Linked DNA regions of Mus musculus: region 1 is linked to region 2. Evidence: chromatin contacts called from public Hi-C data. All regions are on one chromosome and are shown on one strand. Each heading gives the region's core, a stretch centred on a gene start, on an enhancer-like site or on the middle of the called end of the contact. The rest is flanking DNA. Distances are from core to core; before and after follow the strand shown.

Region 1 (2,897 bases), core at 197-2,696, 410 kb after region 2:
TTTATTTAATTGCTGAGACTTTACTTAATTGTATTTGAAACCACAGAAGGAAAAAAGCAAGCATAGTTTTAAGTTCAGTTTAAGCTCAAAGGCTGGACAGCTATTAAACACACACACACACACACACTCGTTTCAGGATTTTGAAACTTGGTTAAATTTAAATTTCAATTAAGACACAAAGATGAGGTGCATCAGGCAGAAACTCTAAGAATATACCACAACCTAACTCTGAAAAACATCACTAGTCTTGACAAGATATAAAATATCTATTAAAAAGATATAAAATATTCAACAATCAGGGAAAACACCATAATTTAAATTTCAGTTTGATCCTTTAAGCCACTCTTATGTGGAAAATTAAAAAAAAAAATCTGTTCCTACTGTATGCAGAATACTGCTTTTAACTCTGTGGAATATAAAAAGAGGTTCCTATGCTTGGCTTGGTAGCCTTTGATCCCAGCAGGTGGTAGACAGAAGCAGGTGTATCTCTGTGAGTTCAAGGCTAGACTGACTGATCTACAGGGAGTTCCAAAACAGTCAGGGTTTCATAGAGTAACCCTGTCTCAAAAACAAGGGGGAAGGGGATTGGGGAGGAGGAGGCGCAAGGGCCTCGGAAGCAATTAAGGTGATAAATGCAAACGCTTTTAATAGATGAAAGAACTTAGTGTCAACTAGAGAAAAGATGGGATGATTAAGGCCTAATACCTTTAGCAAACTGAATTTTGTTCTGTCTCTCAGATTGAGCATTAATACAACCGAACTTGACTTTCAAGCGTACTATACTATAGAAAGGTATATAGTTAATTTACTTGGGATAATTTCTCTTCAAACTACCAGTAATCCTGACTTCAGTACTCGACATGTATGGATAACAGAGGCACCTGCATAGCCCAAGAACTGAACACGGAAATTTCCAACTCCACATTTTGCATCCTCCATCCCTTTCCTTAAGCAGCGAGCGGTCTGTCACCTAGGGTGAGTTCACACTTCTGGGCACGGACAGTGCAATCCTTGGTCAGGAACTGAGCAGCAGTAGCGGCTATCAGCCCCGACCACGTCGTGCAGGAACTACAGCGATGTCCCGGGCGCATCATGATCCAGTGCAAACCCCAGCAACTAGACACCAGGTGTTTTCCCCAAGACACCCACGGGAAGAGAGGAACACGTTCCCCGTGAAACTGGGGGACCAGGACAATCCCGGACGCCAGGGGGCCGGGCGGAGGGGAGTGGCCAAGTCCAGACAGGAAAACTTTGTGCAAAGTGACCGGTAGGATTCTCGGACTCTGCGCAAGGCAGGGCGACCCAGGCCGGGCCACCGTCCGACGCCTTACCGTCCTGCAGGATCGCCTGCACGGTCGCCGCCACTACTGCGGAACCCGAAGCCCCACGGCCTGCTACGGAAATTGTGCTGTCTCCACCTTCCATGTTGGCAAGTGCCGGGTTGATGACGTCTTGCAATCGCCCCGCCCTCCAAGTGACGCAGAATCAAGGCGCCGCCCCACCTGCCCGGCCCGGGTTGCGTTTGGGAACCTAAGTACTACAATCCTACGTGCAAGGAAAGACAGGTCGCCGCCGGGGCCTTCTCCCATTCCGCTCCGGACGCAGCCACCGCGCCGATCTCCAACGCAAGTATTGGGCCTGAGAACTCCGGCGTGGGGAAGAGGCTCTTGGGAGCGTCACGGCCCTCCTCGCCCAACACGTGGGAGCTTAGGGCTGCTCAGCCTTACCTAGTCCCCGCCTGGAGTGGCAAGCCCGGGTAGCAGGCAGTATATGCTGGGGAAGAATAGTTGTTAAGCTCTGCCCTTAAAAATAAAAACGTTTAAATATTCGTAACTATTTATTGAGTTGGTCTGGAGCTACTCTGCATTTTGCATTCCCTTAACATCGCCTCAGAAGATTTTTCCCTCCTGTGTTTGACCTCAGTCACGATGCGGTAGCGAGAGGCAGCGCGCCTAGAGTTGCATTAGATTTCAGTATGCATAGTTTACGAAACTACTTTGTTTGTAATAATCATACACGACGAATAGCATTATCTGAATTACAGGATGATTTTCTTTCCTTAGCTTTCTTGTTTTTCACAAAAAAAAGATTGACTTTAGTCTACATATTAATATGCAATAAAGTTTTTAACGCCCACTATACATACCAGCACAAGTTTTCAAAAAAAAAAAAATTCACTTATATTTTAAAAGGAATTCTAGGTGTAGAAGCACATATTACCAAAATATTATGTCCGGTGCTGCATGCTTTGGAGAACTTTAAAACAAAATATTGATACCTTCATCCCATAAGTTCAGAGAGCTGTTTTTGGTCTTGGATGTGACTTAAGCATTTTTATTCCTAAAAGTTTCTGCATCCTAATTTACTATCAAGATTGAAAGCTATAGCTTATTCAAGAAATTCATACTGAAGCAGACTTTGCCATTTAGTCTGGCCACAAGAATGAGTAAGAGCAAAATCATGCTTTAGAAAGTCAGTCATGACGCCATTGCCGATCACCACCTCCTAGTGTGTACCAGTTCTGTAATGTGTAAGATTCTTCCCTCCTTTGCAAATAGTCTCTTAGTGGTTTACTCCGTGTTTATTCCTCATATCGACATAGCCCATCTCTGACTTAGCTTAATTACGCTCCCATTTTCCTCTGAACAGTGTTGACACTTCCAAAGATTTCTTGCAAGCCATGACATCCTTCAGTATATTGGCCTTGTGTTCATTTAGCCTACTGCCAAACATTAAAGACTGAATTTTGAACAACTAGCCTTTTATAGAGTTAGCTTTTATCTGGCAATAGATTACAAAGGCCAAAATGGAATATAAAAACAAAAACTATGAAGTCAAAAGCTTTAAGTACAACATGAAAAATATTAAACAATTTTATCACTTGTACTTTGGGCATA
Region 2 (3,133 bases), core at 90-2,589:
TGCTGAGCAGTAGGGAGAAACATGATAGAAATACATCTTAGATTATTGGATCTGCAAAACATTTCGGTAGAGAACTTGACTAATACTGTGTTCCATATGGCCTCATGTGAAGACCACATTTTTCTGAGTTTATTTCTTATACACCACACAATTACAATTTAGAAGTATGTTATTTTAAAAAAAACACACACCAGTATTATTATTATGAGGTTAAGAAACTGAACTTGAGAAATGAATTCCCTTATGAAAAAAAAAGATAAATAAACATTGTAAACAAATGGGTAAGAAGCAATTTTTAAAAAATAAAACGAAATGATATTTTTGATTTCTAGGTTTTGGGTTTCGTGAGTCACATATTTTCCTTATGTGTGGGCAGAAAGGTAAGTGAGAACAACTAAGGAAATAAAATAAAACTCAATAAATAAATAAAACTTAAGAATAAAATAAAACTCAAGTGAGTTTGCACTTGGACTGCTTTACAATGAAATGGGCATCGTAGAAAATAAAGTATGCATATTTATACAGCGTTTAATTTGGCAAAAGATAAATTTTTCTGTTTCAAAATTCTCAGAATAGGCTCGTTTTAAAGACAAGGGTTTTCTTTAAAAAGCACAAATGTGTAGTTCTCTTTTCCTTTTTATTGCTATATTCAAATTTTGGAGATTTAATTGAAGTGACGCAAAGTGTCAGGAAAGGTTTTAAAAATAAGCAACAAGAGGCTAATCAGGTAACACACCCTTAGTTGTCTGTCCAGCTGCCCTGACTACCCTGTATCCTGTCTTGAAGGATCAACTAACTTTGTTAAGTGCTACACAATAAATGCGGCCTTTGTCTCAGTAACCAGTAGGAAATGTACTAAGCAGAGTGTGGCAGAGCATCTGTAAGGCAAACCATCACAGCCACGAGGCTAAAAGGCGGAATTAAAGAAAATTTTGTGACAGACAAGTGGCAGCATCTCTTTTATCCAGAAGAGAACCAGTAGGGCTGTGCGACTAACAAAAGACACCACGCACGTTTCTCTTGGGGTTGGATTCTAGGAAAAGGAAAAGCCACCAAGGTGGAGGCTGAAGTTTCAGCAGGAATTGCGCCGCACCAACTCTGCGTGGGACAGGGAGAAAGGTGCGTGGGATTCGCTCAGGGAGCTCAGGTGGAGCGCGCGGCCTCAGCCCCACGCCCCAGGCTCAGGCTGCCTCCACCCTGGGGCCACTTGAGAGGCGGCAGTGCTCCCGCCCGCCGGGTTGCCATGGTTTCCGGGGATCACGTGGGCGCGCGGGCGGAGGCGGGGCGCCGGGCGGGGGGCGGCGCAGCGGCGGCGGGAGCAGGAGCGGGAGGAGCTGGAGATGCTGCCAACCCTCCCCGGGCTGTGCTCGCTCTGCTGCTGCCGCCGCACGGAGCAGCCTCGCCGGGGGCCCAGTGCGCCGCGCTCGCAGCCGGTAGCGCCCGGGGCGCTCGCTCGGGAGCCGCGCAGCCCGAGACCGGACCGCGGATAGGGGGCGAGGGCGGCGTCCAGGCGCCTCGGCGTGCACGGGCAGGATGAGCATCGAGATCCCCGCGGGGCTCACGGAGCTGCTGCAGGGCTTCACGGTGGAGGTGCTGAGGCACCAGCCCGCCGACCTGCTGGAGTTCGCGCTGCAGCACTTCACGCGGCTGCAGCAGGAGAACGAGCGCAAGGGCGCCGCGCGCTTCGGCCATGAGGGCAGGACCTGGGGGGACGCGGGCGCAGCCGCCGGGGGCGGCATCCCCAGTAAGGGTGTCAACTTCGCCGAGGAGCCCATGCGCTCCGACTCCGAGAACGGCGAGGAGGAGGAGGCCGCGGAAGCAGGGGCGTTCAACGGTGAGGACCGGCCCCCTCGCGCCCTGAGCCCCGGCCGCCGCGTCCGCCTCACTCTCGAACCCCGCCTCGCTCTTGAACCCCGGGCTGAGCTCCCCACCTTCCCCGTGCTCTCCACCTTCCCATTACGCCCACCCCCTCAGCACCCATTTCGGTCGCTCCCACTCGCCCACCTTCCTACTCAGCTCTCTTGTCATGCCCTCCCTTTCTCTGGAGGTGGGGAAAGGAGAGGTTGCGCTCCCGCTGCCCCTCTGTCACCTCTCTTTCCGGGGCGATTTAGGGTGGGCATCTTGCTGGATCGTTAACTTTCCCGTGGTTGGAGATGTCTCAGGCTCCGGGAGTACCATTGTGCATGAAGGGCGCTTGGCGGCCTCTTTTCAGCCCTTTAGATTTATTAATGGAGTGTTCTGGGAGAAAGGGCGAAGCATGTAGGACTCAGTGAGAAGAGTGTGAAATCGGACTCGCTGAGGTAAAACAAATTAACGATAATAGCTGTGACATTCTTGGAATACGAATAATTTATTTTCCAGTTTTTCCAATACCATGTGGTGGCGATATTTTTGGACATATAACAAAGGAGCATATTTAGCCTGATACCTAGGGGGTCTTTGGCATGAGGAAATAGGCCAATGATTTTCTTTCTTTAAAAAAAAAGATACAAAACATATATTGAATGATTTTGATGTTCTTTTTAAAGTGTGTGGAAAAAAAAATAACACCATGGGAAGTTCTAAGAGCTTTGTCAGTTGTCTTAATGAAAAGCCAGCCAGCATCTAAGGACCACGCCAGACACTGAAGCTAGAGAGAATGAATGGGAGAGAAAGGGATTGTTTTAAATAGCTGCTTTTGGCGAGTCCCACCCCTTATGCTTCCCACCTCTCCCTGACACACCAGACACACATGCGTGTTTACACAATATGACCAAACCCCAGGTTTTGCAGGAGCCCGGGCTGAAATGCCGTGGTGTGCAAATGGACAAGTATTTTCCTTGGTGGTGTGAGGCGAGCATGCATGCAGCTTTTATTTGTTGATGCTGCTGGTGTGGGATTTGTGTGTCCACAATGCCTTTCACACAGTGAAAACACTAAAGGGCCATTCACTTCATTTCCCTTACGCCCTCCTCCCAGGAAGATTTTCATTCCTTTGTAGAATTAATTATATGTTGAATGGGTTATAAAATTAATGCATTCTTAGCTTGTTTAAAACACACAAACCCTGGATGTTAGTGCTCTGTGAATGTGAAAGATTGCTATTTAGATTTTTAATTTGGGACATTTGGGTGCTTTGAGAATAGGGTAATCA

The links. Hi-C and Micro-C count contacts between places; a contact is called where the count stands out from the background.
Region 1: a contact with region 2 is called in a Hi-C map of regulatory T cells, with 4 times the contacts expected there. The contact joins the promoter of Cog5 here to the promoter of Prkar2b in region 2. A contact is called at or near these places in 1 of 39 promoter capture datasets (the HPC-7 cell line), 1 of 484 Hi-C or Micro-C datasets (regulatory T cells) and 3 of 115 datasets of contacts at active chromatin or transcription factors (astrocytes, double positive thymocytes and memory CD8 T cells).

Annotation. Positions count from the first base shown.
Region 1 is chr12:31,653,418-31,656,314 of GRCm38.p6, reverse strand. It overlaps Cog5 (component of oligomeric golgi complex 5), which reads right to left and starts at 1,446. Exons shown (of 23, transcript NM_001163126.1): 1 at 1,332-1,446. The coding sequence starts at 1,425. Dus4l (dihydrouridine synthase 4-like (S. cerevisiae)) reads left to right here and starts at 1,489. Exons shown (of 7, transcript NM_028002.2): 1 at 1,489-1,625.
Region 2 is chr12:32,059,483-32,062,615 of GRCm38.p6, reverse strand. Prkar2b (protein kinase, cAMP dependent regulatory, type II beta) reads left to right here and starts at 1,339. Exons shown (of 11, transcript NM_011158.4): 1 at 1,339-1,834. The coding sequence starts at 1,534. Gm51992 (a long non-coding RNA gene) reads left to right here. Exons shown (of 3, transcript XR_003950224.1): 3 at 333-397.